Linked DNA regions of Mus musculus: region 2 is linked to region 1. The links are chromatin contacts, called in public HiChIP or PLAC-seq maps. All regions are on one chromosome and are shown on one strand. The core of a region is the stretch at or near the end of the contact, and the rest is flanking DNA. Distances in the headings are between cores, read along the strand shown.

Region 1 (7,135 bases), core at 1,240-3,739:
CTGCTTCCAGAGCTACATACTGTAAGAAGGAGCTGTCACTTTGAGGATAATATTCTATCTCCCCAGGAATTTGGTCATGACTTGGGCCACTGTGGACACCTAGACACTTGTATGGGCCCCCTCAGTACGTCTAGGGGAGTCCTGGGATGTTGTACATTTGGGTTGATAAACAGGCAACAGTTTTTGCTAGAAACAATTCAACTTCAGTGAACACCAACCCTGAATGCCTTTGAAACTGCTTGACAAACAAGCATGGTCAGGGTCTATGCTGCAGTATCAAGTAGGGATTTTTTAATTTGGGTCTCTGGATTCCCTCTCAAGGGTCCTGCATTAAATATGCTTGAAAAACAAAATAAAGAGAAAGGGTTTATTTTATTTTGCTGTTTAAAGATTCAGTTCATGATAGCTACAGGAAGGCGAGGCAGCCGATCATGTTGTATCCACAATCAGGAAACAGAGAGAGAGGAATGCTGGGGCCACCACACTAGGGTGGGTCTTTCTAGTGCAACCGAGTTAGTCAATCCCTCACAGCATGGCCAGAGGTTAACCTAATCCAGATAATCCCTCTCAGGTGTGATTGGAGGCTCATCTCCTTGGTGATTCCAGATACTGTTAAGTTGACAACTGACACTAACAGCACAGGGCCCAAGAGTCTGTGGGTACAAACGGAGAAAAATTGTATCTTTATTTTCACAGACTAAAATTTAGCATTTCCTTCTTCCACCATGAATATAGTGATTTGACGATAGAATTAGCAGTGCCCTTGATGACAAGGACCATGGCAGATATATTCATATCACAGTCAGCTGTGTCAGGCCTCTCAAAATATCATTGCAGTCATTGCCTCTTCAAAATCCACTGCGCACCGCTGGACTATGATGAATGCATTGCAGATACTCATGTGTACTGCTGCATTTGCAGTGTTCTGTAAACTTTGATGCCTACGCTTGTATTTGCTTTTATTTTACCCTTTAAAATATTATTCTGCAAAGGTCTGATGGTGTCTTTGTTAGGGCTTTACTACTGTGAAGAGACACCTTGACCAAGGCAACTCTTATAAGGGCAAGCTTCTAATTGGGGCTGGCTTATAGATTTAGAGGTTCAGGCCATTATCATCAAGGTGGGAAGCATGGTAGCATCCAGGCAGACAGGATGCTGGAGAAGGAGCTGAGAGTTCTACATCTTGTTCTGAAGGCAAAAAGGAAAAGACTGGCTCCTGTGTGCCTAGGAGGAGAGTCTCAAAGCCCACTCCGACAGTGACACACTTCCTCCAACAAGGCCACACCTACTCCTAAAGGGCATACCCTAATAGTGCCATTTCCCGGACTAAGCATATTCAAACCACTACAGATGAGGCCGATCTTTTCCTACTATTTATTTTTAGGTTTATCTACAAACTGAGGGTGTCATCATGCTGTCTTCATACATATGTCAATATTCTCAGTCATTCTCCTCCCCACATGGCTTGGATCTGAATTGTTCTTTACAGGCTGTGAGTGACAGGCATGACCACCAGTTGGTAGTATTATTGGTGGTAGTGGGAACTTTAGGAGATGGGGCCTTGGGGGAATGAGATCATCTGAATCAGGCCCTGGATGGGAGATTGGGATCCTAACCCATTTCCATTCTCTTTTTGAATCCTGGACCACAGGGGGGTGTGGGGGGGGGTGAGTAGTTTTACTTCATTTTGTGCTCCTTACACTGATGTTCCTTCCACCTGCCTGTGGGCCCAAGACAGCAGAGCCAGTCAGCCATGGACTGAACTCTCTGAAATGTAAGTCTCCTTTAAGTTGATGTATGTCCAGTATTTTGTCAGAGTGATAGACACATGATTAGCTCAGGTGTCCATGATCCTCCCCAGAAGACAAACAACAAGCATCTTCCAAGTGTCACATAACTCGGTCTAGAAGAAAGAGTTCATCTTTGCTCTAATCCTGGGAATCCTCTGACACACTAGCTAGAGCGACATAACTTTAAACCCTCCTTGACATAATCCATCAGGCAGCCACCCAATCAACTGCAGTTGCTGTCAGATGAAACTCATTTACCATCTCTGGTCAGTTTCCAAGGAATTTACATAATGATGAATTGTTTCCTGACCCCACACGGTTCAGGTAGGTCCCTTGGAGGTTAGGACAGTCCTGGATGAGATCTGACTTGAGTTGCTTCTGAGCTTAAGCTGTGTGTTTGAGGCAAGTCCTTGGGGGATACAGAAAGCTCTTGAAGGAATCTGGCCCCTGGCAGAGGGATCTAAAACTGGAGAGATTCTTCTAGTTGTAGTATTGTGCGAGTTTATCCTGGCATTCTTCAGGAAGCTATCACACACCAATTCATGCCAACTAAGGCTGCTACAAGTTCAGCCTCAAATATTAGCAAAATTATTAAGATCTTACATACTCCTTAAATACCCACGCTGCCTCCACACACATTGCCCAGGTTACCCTGGTAAGGAAAGTTTGGAGACAGCCCAGCAACTGGCCAAGTCTCTTGTACATCCTGTTTCTTTTCTCACTTCCACTGTCTACCCACTTTCACTGTTGCCAGAGCAGTCTCAGACACTTCTATTTCTGGGAGAGAAGTCATCTTATAGGACAATATGCCCAGTGCAGTAATCACCTGGCCACCTCAAGAGAAAGACACCTATGACCTTTCTTCAAATAACTATAAACTCCACAGTGGTGGACTGTTGAGAGATGGCTCAGTGGTTAAGAGCACTTGCTGCTCTTGGAGAGGATCCTACCTCCCACATGAGGGCTCACAACCATCTGTAACTGCCATTTTAGGGGATCCAACACTTACTTCTGGACTCTGTGGAAACCAGGCATGCATGCACATTTTACACATACATGCATGCAGGCACAAAATACATAAAAGACATTTCTTAAAATCCACAATGGACTATATTGATTGAAGTATCTTAAAAATCCTAACAGTTACAACTACCTTATCTTGTTGCAGCTCTATTTTCTTTCATAGAGAAGTTCCCCAGGGGCAAATACACAGACACAGACATAGACAAATACATACACACACACACACACACATACATTACATAGATACATACATGCGTGCATGCGTGTGTGTGTGTGTGTGTGTGTGTGTGTGTGTGTGTGTGTGTATACAGATTTGGTTGTGTGAGGGACAATAATGTAGTTTCTGCACATGTTTCTCAAACTGTTACCACCAGATGAATTGGAATTCGCCAATAAGGGCAAAGAGGGGAGGCAGCTTATAGGCACCTGATCCATCATTCTCTGACTCTTCGTGGGGTCCAGCCTCGTGATGAACTCAGAGCAGCAAGGGTGCACACATCCTGCACATTCTCTCCGAGTGCATATCCTGCTTCATACGTGTTTGCATGCATCTTAGTCAGGGGTTCTATTCCTGCACAAACATCATGACCAAGAAACAAGTTGGGAAGAAAAGAGTTTATTCAGCTTACATTTCCCACATTGCTGTTCATCACCAAAGGAAGTCAGGACTGGAACTCAAGCAGGTCAGGAAGCAGGAGCTGACGCAGAGGCCATGGAGGGATATTCCTTACTGGCTTGCTCAGCTTGCTTTCTTATAGAACCCAGGACTACCAGCCCAAAGATGGTACCACCCACAAGGGGCCCTCTCCCCTTGATCACTAATTGAGAAAATGCCTTAGCGCTGGATCTCATGAGGGTGTTTCCTCAAGGGAGGCTCCTTTCTCTGTGATAACTCCAGCCTGTGTCAACTTGACACACAAAACCAGCCAGTACAGCATGGAAGGACAGAAGACTACCTCAAGAATTGTTCCTCCAGAAATGCCCAACTTGCTTTTTGATACAGTGTCTCTCTGGCCTAGAGCATGACTTTATAAGTAGGCTAGGTTGACTAGCCAGTGAACCCCAGGGAGTTTCTGGTCTCTGCCTATCAAACTCTGAGATTACATGCACAGGCTCTCATAACTGGCATCCTTCTGGAGATCAAATTCAGGTCCCCATGCTTGCCCAGCAGGCATTTTACCACCTGAGCTACTGAAAGAAAATAAACCTTGAGACCTGTGATTCATGTAATTTATGTCAAATAGCCCAAAGAGTTGTTTGTGAGCTTTAAAACCTGAGGCTGAGAACATAGCAGAACATGCCCAGGCAGGCCCATAATTAAGACATTCCTGAGGCTGCTTGGCCATAAAGATAAAGAGAATGACAAGACCAGACTGGCCCGGCGCCTCCCTATCTCCCGTCCTTCTGACCTAAATTAAATGTTATCTGCATGTACAGTCTGCTGATGTTTAAATGGACCAATCATATGAAACCGCACCAATTCCTCCCTGCTGATATTTAAATGAACCCCAGTCCTAGCCCCTTTTCTATAAAAACCCCTAGCTTCCAAGCCTCATGGTCGAATCCACTGTCTCCTGCGTGAGATACGTTTAGACCTGGAGCTCCGCCATTAAACTACCTCGTGTTTTTACATCAAGGCATTCTGTTCTGTTGGTGATTCTTGGGTGCACCCCGAATCGGGAATTGTGGGGGGGTTCCCCACTAGGTTCTTTCACTACCAATTCCAAGCACACATCTTCAACAACCGCCAGTCACTGAGATCCAGTTAACAGCAACTCTCTACCAACACAGAAGCTATGCCTGTCCGCTGTGAAGTACATTTTTCCTAATTCACAACACTCACAACACATAGATGGTTTCATTATTCATTATTTTAAAACTTGGGTAAGACAATGAAGGTAAAAATTTATAGAAATGTCCCTTTTGATCCAAACTGTCTCACCCAAACGATTCCCTCAATATTGGTGTTTTTATTCTTCCTGGTCCCAAATGAGCAAAGCCTTCGAGCACTACCCTACAGTGACACTGGAAATGTTATCTGCGGCAAATGTTGGTGACTGATGGCAGTTATGTGCCAGCGGGTGGCAGCTTGTCTTCTCTTCCTGTGGGACACTTGGAATCAAAATAGCTGAGTGGATTTTCTCCCTCTGTCATTTCCAAAGTGCACACCCTGCACAGAGCCACTGCCGATCCAAGCCTCGGTTATTTATCTAAAACAAAGTTGCCATGGGGTTTGGGTGTAAGTAGAAGGCCCAGCCCCGTGAGTGGCACTAGCTGAGACTCAGTCGTTTGTTATTGTTGTTGGTTTTTTACACTTGAGTATATGAGCAACTCAAGGGGGTGGGAAGCATCCAGGCAAAGGGATGAGGTGAGGGGCTAGTATGAGCTTGGAATGGAAATTGGAAGGCTCAATCAGTTTTATTATCTGCCAAGGGAATGAAGTTCTGTTAGGGCAACGTGATTTTAAGATAAATTCTTCTTTTAGTTTTTGAAATTTTGACAGCCTCATATTCTTTTTTTTAAAGATTTATTTATTTATTATATGTAAATACACTGTGGCTGTCTTCAGACACACCAGAAGAGGGCGTCAGATCTTGTTACAGGTGGTTGTGAGCCACCATATGGTTGCTGGGATTTGAACTCATGACCTTCAGAAGAGCAGTCGGTGCTTTTACCAGTTGAGCCATCTCACCAGCCCAGTCTCATATTCTTGAACAGTGTCTTATTATGCTACTACTCACTCTCATTACCCTCTCCCCTTCCCACTCCTGCTGACCCCTCCCCTTCCCCTCTTCTTCTTTCTAAGGTACCTAAAGCAAATCATGTGCAGGTAGTTGCCGGTAGCCACAGCTGCTGAGTGCTCATGAATACAATGGTCATCCCGGGAGACAATGTTTCACTGCGTTCCTCCCTGTCCTCCTTCTCTTTCAATCTCTCCACACTCTGTCCTTCTATAATGTTCACTGGGCCTTGGAGAGGTGAATAAAGGTATTTTTTAGATTACCTATTGTTTAAAAATGTAATACTTCTATAACCTTTTTCACCTGAGCAATTTTTTCTGACCCATGGTATCTAGGTGTATAAGATAAGTAAATGAACTGTTTTAGGGTTTTATTGCTGTGAACACACACCATGACCAAGGCATCTCTTATAAGGACAACATTTAATTGGGGCTGGCTTATAGATTCAGAGGTTCAGTCCATTATCATCAAGGTAGGACCATGGCAGCATCCAGGCAGGCACCGTGCAAGAGGATCTGAGAGTTCTACATCTTCATCTGAAGGCTGCTAACAGAATACTGGTTTCCAGGCAGCTAAAACAAGGATATTAAAAGCCTATGCCCACAGTGACACACCTACTCCAACAAGGCCACACCTCCAAATAGTGCCACTCCCTGGGCCAAGCATATACAAACTATCACAAGAACCAAACTACTAGTAAATCATAAAGAAGTGGTTTTAAAACACTGGTTATGTATGTAATTTTTCCATCTAGCAAAGATAAATTCATGTATCAATGATGGCTATTACTAGTTGTCAACTTGACTACATCTGGAATCAACTAAACTTCAAGTGGCTAGGTAAACCTGAGAGGGATTTTTCTTAATTAAATCATTTGAAGTGGGAAGGCCTACCTGCAATCCAGGTGCTTTGAGGTAGGGAAAATCCACCTTAAATCTGGGCCATACCTTCTGGTGGCAGCCTTTATAAAGGACTTGGAAGAAGGAAGTTCTTGCTCTTGCCCACTGCCCTTACCCTTTATGGCAAGGTCATTCCCTCAGTGGCTTAGAGTCAGTTCCTCAGGATTGTTAGTTACCTCTTAATCATCTGGTTCCATCAGCACCGTATCTCTTACAGGCAACTATGTCCTATGAAATAGAACCCGGTCCAGTTCTTTTTCCAGTATATCATGGCAGAAAGCAGAACTGCACACAGCTCTAAGGGCAAAAACAGTCATGAATAGTATCGTTTTATGATGTGAATATGGACCATTCCTGCCCAATATAACCAGGGTAATGTGTGGTATTCTCTACCAATGACTGGCAAGCTCAGGGCTGAGGACTAGGTCACCTCCCTGTCTGCTTCTGTAAACAAAGCTTTATTGGAACATAGCCACACTTATGCATGATGTATGAATACTCTTCGCTAGTTGCTTTTCGCCTTGTGAAAAATGCAGGTGTTGCTAAAATCCCTTCCCAGGGGGAAGATGTAAGCAATATCTACCCCTTTTTTAGGGCCCCCATGACTCAGGTTCTCATGGTTAAGAAGCAAGCATTTTCCCAATTGTGATAGTTAATACTGTCAACTTGCAATATCTAAAAT
Region 2 (7,135 bases), core at 2,285-4,784, 360 kb before region 1:
TAGGAGCAGGACCAACAAGAGCAGGGTCAGGAAGCAGGGTGATGTGCATGAGGGAGGAGTGTCGTAAGCTAATTGTTCTTGGAGTTCACAGAATTGGATCACTGCCAACACTGTATCCTGGACACTCTGCGAGGAAGAGATCAGTCCGATCTACACATGGAAGTTATTTTGACTTTGTGAAATACTATTTCTTTGTGAGGAGACCATTTTTAATAAGGATTGGGAAACACAAGTAAACCAAAGCTCTCTATAGACTTTGGGGTGAAGTAGGCATTTTAAAACAAACGAAAAATAAAGGTTAAGAAGATGTTAACGCAAGTTGTTTCTTGGGTATTCTAGGTTCCTGGGCTAATATCCACTTATCAGTGAGTGTGTATCAAGTGACTTTTTTTGTGATTGGGTTACCTCACTCAGGATGATATCCTCCAGATCCATCCATTTTCCCAAGAATTTCATAAATTCATTGTTTTTAATAGCTGAGTAGTACTCCTGTGTAAATGTACCACATTTTCTGTATCCATTCCTCTATTGAGGGACATCTGGGTTCTTTCCAGCTTCTGGCTATTATAAATAAGGCTGCTATGAACATAGTGGAGCATGTGTCCTTATTACTAGTTGGAACACCTTCTGGATATATGCCCAGGAGAGGTATTGCTGGATCTTCTGGTAGTACTATGTCCAATTTTCTGAGGAACAGCCAGACTGATTTCCCGAGTAGTTGTACAAGCTTGCAATCCCACCAGCAATGGAAGAGTGTTCCTCTTTCTCCACATCCTCCCCAGCATCTGCTGTCACCTGGATTTTTGATCTTAGCCATTCTGACTGGTGTGAGGTAGAATCTCAGGGTTGTTTTGATTTGCATTTCTCTGATGATTAAGGACGTTGAACATTTTCGGTATTCCTCAGTTGAGAATTTTAATTTGCAAAACACAAGAAAATCAAGAATAAGGAAGACCAACATGTGGATACTTCATTGCTCCTTAGAATAAAGAACAAAATACCCATGGAAGGAGTTACAGAGACAAAGTCTGGAGCTAAGATGAAAGGATGGACCATCCAGAGACTACCCCACTAGGGATCCATCCCATAATCAGCCACCAAACACAGACACTATTGCATATGCCAGAAAAATTTTGCTGAAAGGACCCTGATATAGCTGTCTCATGTGAGGCTATGCCAGTGCCTGGCAAACACATAAGTGGATGCTCACAGTCATCTATTGGATGGAACACAGGGCCCCCAGTGGAGGAGCTAGAGAAAGTACCCAAGAGCTGAAGGGATCTGCAACCCTATAGGAGGAACAGCAATATGAACTAACCAGTACCCCCCCAGAGCTCGTGTCTCTAGCTGCATATGTAGCAGAAGATGGCCTAGTCGGCCATCACTGGAAAGAGAGGCCCCTTGGTATTGCAAACTTTATATGCCTGGAACACCAGGGCCAAGAAGTGGGAGTGGGTGGGTAGGGGAGCAGGGTGGGGGGAGGGTATAGGGGACTTTCAGGATAGCATTTGAAATGTAAATGAAGAAAATACCTAATTAAAAATTGGGAAAAAAGAAGATGTAAATGAAAATAGAATGATTAATTTAAAAAAAAAATCTATGTAATTTACACCCTTAGTATCAATAACTAAATCTTTATTTCTTTTTTTTTTCTCAAAAGAATGTTCTGAGGTTTTTTTCTTTGTGGGTTCATATTTTAATTTTTTGTTGTGGCACTTGGCTATAATCCAGTACCCTGGAAGCAGAGGCAGGAAGATCTCTAGAAGTTCAAGGCCAGCCTGGTGTACATACCAAGTTCCAGGCTAACTAGGACTACATAGTGAGACAACTCAAAAAAACGAATGAACCAACAAAATGCATACTGACTGCCATACCCTTATAGACCATACTATATAAAGGCGTAACTTAGAAACTATCCTTATTTTTCTCAACATTTTGAACCTAAGTAGAATACAAGGCTTGGGAAGATGTGGTTTTCTTTATGCCTTCTTGAGATGAGCACTTAGCCTTAGGTGGGGCTTGTTTGCTGGCTAAATGTATGAATGAGCAGACGTCAGTAACTGCACAGTAGTGGTGTGAAACGCCAGAGCCAAACTGCCATAAAGTAGACCCTCCCTGCTTAACTTAAGATCCAAGAGGTCCAACTGCTTAGGGGGTAACACCAGGCCTTTATCTGATGACTCCTATGTACTTTTATTTTCAGCATGACAGTGTTTGCAAATGGTGGCTCCCTGGAGACAGGGCTGAGAGCACAAGGTAACATGAAACAGCTCTTAGTGATGATGCACTCAGCACCCTGGCTCTCTCTTATTAAGAGCACATCCCCACCCCACTCCTGGAGGGGAAGGATGATAGCAAAGATTAAGGGACTAATGGCAGGATCTTTTAATGCTTTGCCTCAACAGGAAAGCAAAACTTAAAAGCTTCCTTTAAATGCATCACCACACACACACACACACACACACACACACACACACCCGGTATCAAGTATTCTGCAAGGTGCTGAGAAACTGAAGGGGAAGAGAGAGTAGAGGCACACCACTGGTCATCCCTTTGTGGATGCCAAATCCTTCTGCAACTGTAAATGGCACTGAATAAAGTCTTTGTGAAGTGCTTACTATGCGTGACAGAGGCTTATCCCATTCAGACTCCAGGAAAACTAAATTATTCTGAATGCCCTACAGGCGGCAACCTGGGTGTTCATGAAGAAAGACAGAGAAGACCATGATACTAGTGAGGGGAGGAGACTCACTAACCTGCCCCTGACTTAAAAGGCAGGATCGGGGAGACGAGGGCTTTCTGCTCACCTTGTACAAATAAAAATACTCCTCTACTTAAGAGCGTCAAGCTGTCTGCATAAGTGCAAGGCAAAAGAGAAGCCTACTCAAGTTCATGCACTCTGTGAGCTTCCGGTTTTCTGCAACTCTAGTTTTTCTAGTCATCTACTAAAGTTAAATAATTGGCATTATATTCTTATCATACAATGCTATAAAAAAGCTGAGTGGTTCCATGATACACAGTGTGTTCTAGATTTGGATAAAGCCTTTCCTTGCTCAGTTCTTTGTATTTGTATCCCCCTCCTGCCCCACCTCTGTTCCAGCAGCTTCCTTAGAGTCACTACCATTAAAGGCAACCAGTATGTGTGGGCCATTTTTTTTTTTTTATGTATAACACAAGAGTGAATGAGGGATAAACCACAGATGTGATTAATTCGGAGGTGACAACAACACCAATTCCCATGCACCTGCTGGAACAATCAGATGATGGAGAGGAGGGAGGTGGGAAGCAGTTGTGCTTGTCAACACAGGGCCCCGGGGAAGGTCTCTATGGGTCACTGCTGGACAGACACCCACAGTGAATCTGTGCCAACATGTCTAGACACAGCAGGAAATGCTCTGGGCCCGATAGAACGGCTGCCACTGTGCTGCCACAATTCAAGGAGGGGTTCTGAATGCCTCCTCTACCTATTTTAACTCTGTGCACTGCGTCCCTTGCTAGTCTGGCTGGGCCATTTTCCTTACACTGCTTTTCTTTGCTTTGGAAAGCTTACAAGTTTTAGTGAGCATTGTAATATGAAATTACAAAAACAGACCCAGGCCTACAATATGTCACAGTCAAAACAGTAAGTATTCCTAAATTATGTAAAAATGTAGATGGTGAACTTGTATGATCAGGCCATGGTAAGCTTCAAGTAATGCATCAAACAAGACATGTAGCACAGACAAGGGGAACTAAACCTGTAAAGGCTCTATTAACCTTGCTATGTAGTACTATACGCAGATAAAAGTAGTACCACTTTCTCTAAGCTCTTATATAATAATGTCTGCCGCTGAACAGGGTTACTGGAAGCTATGAAAGCAATTTCATAAGACTCTCCTCATCTGGAGACAGGATTTCCAACTTCCTTATTCCTGTTCCCACTGTGGTGTTTCAGGTTGTAATCCCCCTTCAGGCTTCTGGTTCCCATTTTTTGTGTACTCCTGGCTAACATAATATGCACTGCATATTACCTTTTTGCTAGAGGGTCTCTCTAAACTTTAAGTAACTGCAGTATCATAACTAAAACATCACCAATTTCTTGGAATGTGTGATTTCTATAAGAATACAAAGGTAGCCACCACGTACATCTAGTTAGGGTGATGTATACTTCCTCTTTGGGTTCAAAAATCCTCCTCCTCATAGCCAGGACGCACCAATAAACTCCTGGGTCCTGGGCAACATCCTATGCATTTAACATTCAAGAAATCCCTCCAGAAAGCACTGTTATCTTCATTAATTCCTACCAGTTAACAGCTGTAAGAGATGCGCAGTTAAGTGCCCAGGCTGATGTAGCAAAGTCAGAATTTCTACCCAGATTTCCTAACCACAGAGTGTGGCCACTTAGCCACAATGAAAGGGTGTACAAGACACAGGTGATGTGTGTCTCTCCCAGACAGAGAGAAAGTCATAGCCATTTTACAGTTAAAGGATCTGGATTTTTAAAATGCCTGTGCTTTATCTACTGCATTCAGTTCTCTCGCTCCCTTAAATGACAGAATTGGACTTAATAAGGCATAATTGTAGGCAAAAGAAAGCTTCTATAGAACCCTTTCAAGAAAAATGGGTTTAACCGCATGATAGTAGAAAAAGAAAATCTAACTTCAGAAAAGTATTCGAAAAAGGACTCATTAGAAAGTAAACTTTGCCAGGCGTGGTGGCGCACACCTTTAATCCCAGCACTCAGGAGGCAGAGACAGGCGTATTTCCGAGTTCGAGGCCTGCCTGGTCTACAAAGTGAGTTCCAGGACAGCCAAGGCTATACAGAGAAACCCTGTCTCGAAACACCAAAAAAAAAAAAAAAAAAGAAAAAAGAAAAGAAAGAAAGTAAACTTCATCATTGCAATTACTAGAATTAAGCACACCCTGCTGCTAATTTCTCACTTAGAAGCCCAAGCCAGCGGCTGATGTGTACGAGCAACTTTGCTGTAGCCAGTGACCAACAGGTGGTACTCAGGCCAAGTTCTCTGCTGAGTCAAAAGTAAAGGAATGAATTAGTCCCAAGTCAAAATGACAGTGTTAATTAATAAGGACTTAGAATGTGCCAGTAAACAAAGGAACGAAAGTTACACAACAACCATGACACCAAGGCTCACAATCAAACATATAACAGAGTCTCTCACTGAAGCTGACTACTTGAGGCCAACTGGCTGGCTGGCTAGAGAGCGAAGTTCACTGGACAGGATTTTTAATACTCTGATGCAGATGAAGCACCATGGATGAAGGGAAGATAAGCATTAATGTACAGCTGCACAGCCTATGTGAAGCACCACACTATGGTTCTTTGTATCCCACGTGGTGCAAGAGCCACTCCTTAAATGTCAGCTAAAGGCGACCCAGTAGCATAGACTGCCAGTTCCCTTTCTCTGGAAAATTACAATTCATAGGCCCATCCTAAGGCTCAAACAGCTCACAACCACACCCTCAGCTCTTCCTTTCTCATGGCTAATCTCCCATTTGCAAACTCAAGTCTTATTTCCTGAAGCTCCACTCCTAAGGGGCCTGGGGCCATCAGTGATTTCCCCTCCCTTTCCCCTTCCTCATTAGATCCTTCCTGTACAATCTTCAAAGCTCAAGTTTCTATCATTCTAGATCTTAAAAGAATGAGCCCTATATAGATCCCCTTAACATTTAATGGTGAACATAAAATGACTAGGGAAGAACATAGCACATTATAGACATTACAGATAAGGAATATAGAGTAGGGATAGGAAATATTGATTCCTATACAGCCTACCCTGTACAACCTTCACTTGACTTTGGGCAAGGTCTCTAGGTTGCATCATCTACAAACAAAGGAATATTAGTAATATGTAACACATAGGGTAGCTGTAAGAGCTAAGTCAGGAAATATTTTTCAAAGAACTTAGAATAGTGTTTGACATATAAAAAGCAGTATATAGTGTTTGCTCCATAAATATAATAAAAGATGCAGAGGGCACTCTCCCTCCCCCAGCTAAACCTTGTGGAATATGGAAATCAACCTTCCAGCCAGAAAAATGCTCTGGAAAAATGTTTTGCTTATGTGAAACAATGGGGCAAACACATTTTTTTGAACAAATAATTATCTTTCATAGAAAGAAGTTATGTGAAGGGTGTATTGGACTTCAATGAAGAGTCTGTAATTTTCAATGTCACTAGGCTCTATGGGCTATCCAAGTGGCTGAGGAGAGCAAAATTGAATGATGACCTAAGGTAGGTCATGCTAACCAAATGCTGTCCGAACATGCCTCCCTCCTTTCTGACCTTCACAGGAAGGAGGGTCCATACCATGATCAGAGAGCCCCAATCTCCTGAGCCACATCATCAGGCAGATTCAATAATTGTTTAAAAGCCCAAAACCAGGCTTTTAAAACAAAGCTTCAGTCAAATGATGATTTGGGGGACTTAAAAACTCAAAAACATCTGCCTTGGTTGGTACTCAGGGTGGTATGTCACGTATTTCACATTTTTGGTAGATGAACTAGAAAGATGATTCCACATGCTGGCTCCCTTCATACTTGATATCTGTGAGGGCAGACTCTAAGCTTTTCATCCTTGGAAGAGATGAGCAGCTGACACTAGCTCACCTATCTTCAGTCCTCTGGGAGGAGCTGCTGAGATGGGTCAGCAGTAAGAACACTTGCTATACAAATCTGGTGACCCAAGTGTGACCCCTGGAAGGTATGCAGACATGGAAGGAGGCAGCTAGTTTCACAGATCTGTCCTCCACCTTGGCACACATATGCCACATTATGTGAATGACACCCATAGATCATGCAGAAATATATACAATAATGTTGTACTCTTTGGGGTGACTTAGGGCTCAACAGGAAACTCACTGCTAAGCTCAAAATCCTGACTCTCTTCCAGGGACCCACATGGTAGAAGACAAAGATAAGGAAAGCATAACCTCCATGAGCTGCATTCTGACCTCCACCTGGGCCAAGGCATGCCCCATGAATAAGCAAATGGAAAATATTTTTTAAAAATCCTCTCAAAGAATTTGATTTCAGAAATCAATTTCTATAGACTCGATTACTTCTGGAGCCTCATACTGGTTTCAGTATTAGTATTATCGATGATAATAAATGATGACATTACAATGCCTGGTGACAGA

What was found. HiChIP or PLAC-seq counts read pairs in DNA pulled down with a chosen protein or histone mark.
Region 2: an H3K27ac HiChIP or PLAC-seq map of microglia shows a contact between it and region 1, with 4 times the contacts expected there. The contact joins two enhancer-like sites. A contact is called at or near these places in 1 of 15 datasets of contacts at CTCF or cohesin (the NIH/3T3 cell line), 1 of 484 Hi-C or Micro-C datasets (bone marrow-derived macrophages) and 2 of 115 datasets of contacts at active chromatin or transcription factors (embryonic stem cells and microglia).

What each region holds. Positions count from the first base shown.
Region 1 is chr12:40,288,610-40,295,744 of GRCm38.p6, reverse strand. No RefSeq gene overlaps it. Among named protein-coding and RNA genes, the nearest start is that of Gm40403, 44 kb to the right of the region's middle. Within about 2 kb of position 2,489, at least 2 of the 459 cell types and tissues checked have an H3K27ac peak or open chromatin away from gene starts, as enhancers often do. A contact at or near this core is called in microglia, where this site is marked.
Region 2 is chr12:40,652,825-40,659,959 of GRCm38.p6, reverse strand. The region is part of intron 8 of Dock4 (dedicator of cytokinesis 4); the gene reads right to left. Among named protein-coding and RNA genes, the nearest start is that of Dock4, 210 kb to the right of the region's middle. Within about 2 kb of position 3,534, at least 16 of the 459 cell types and tissues checked have an H3K27ac peak or open chromatin away from gene starts, as enhancers often do. A contact at or near this core is called in microglia, where this site is marked.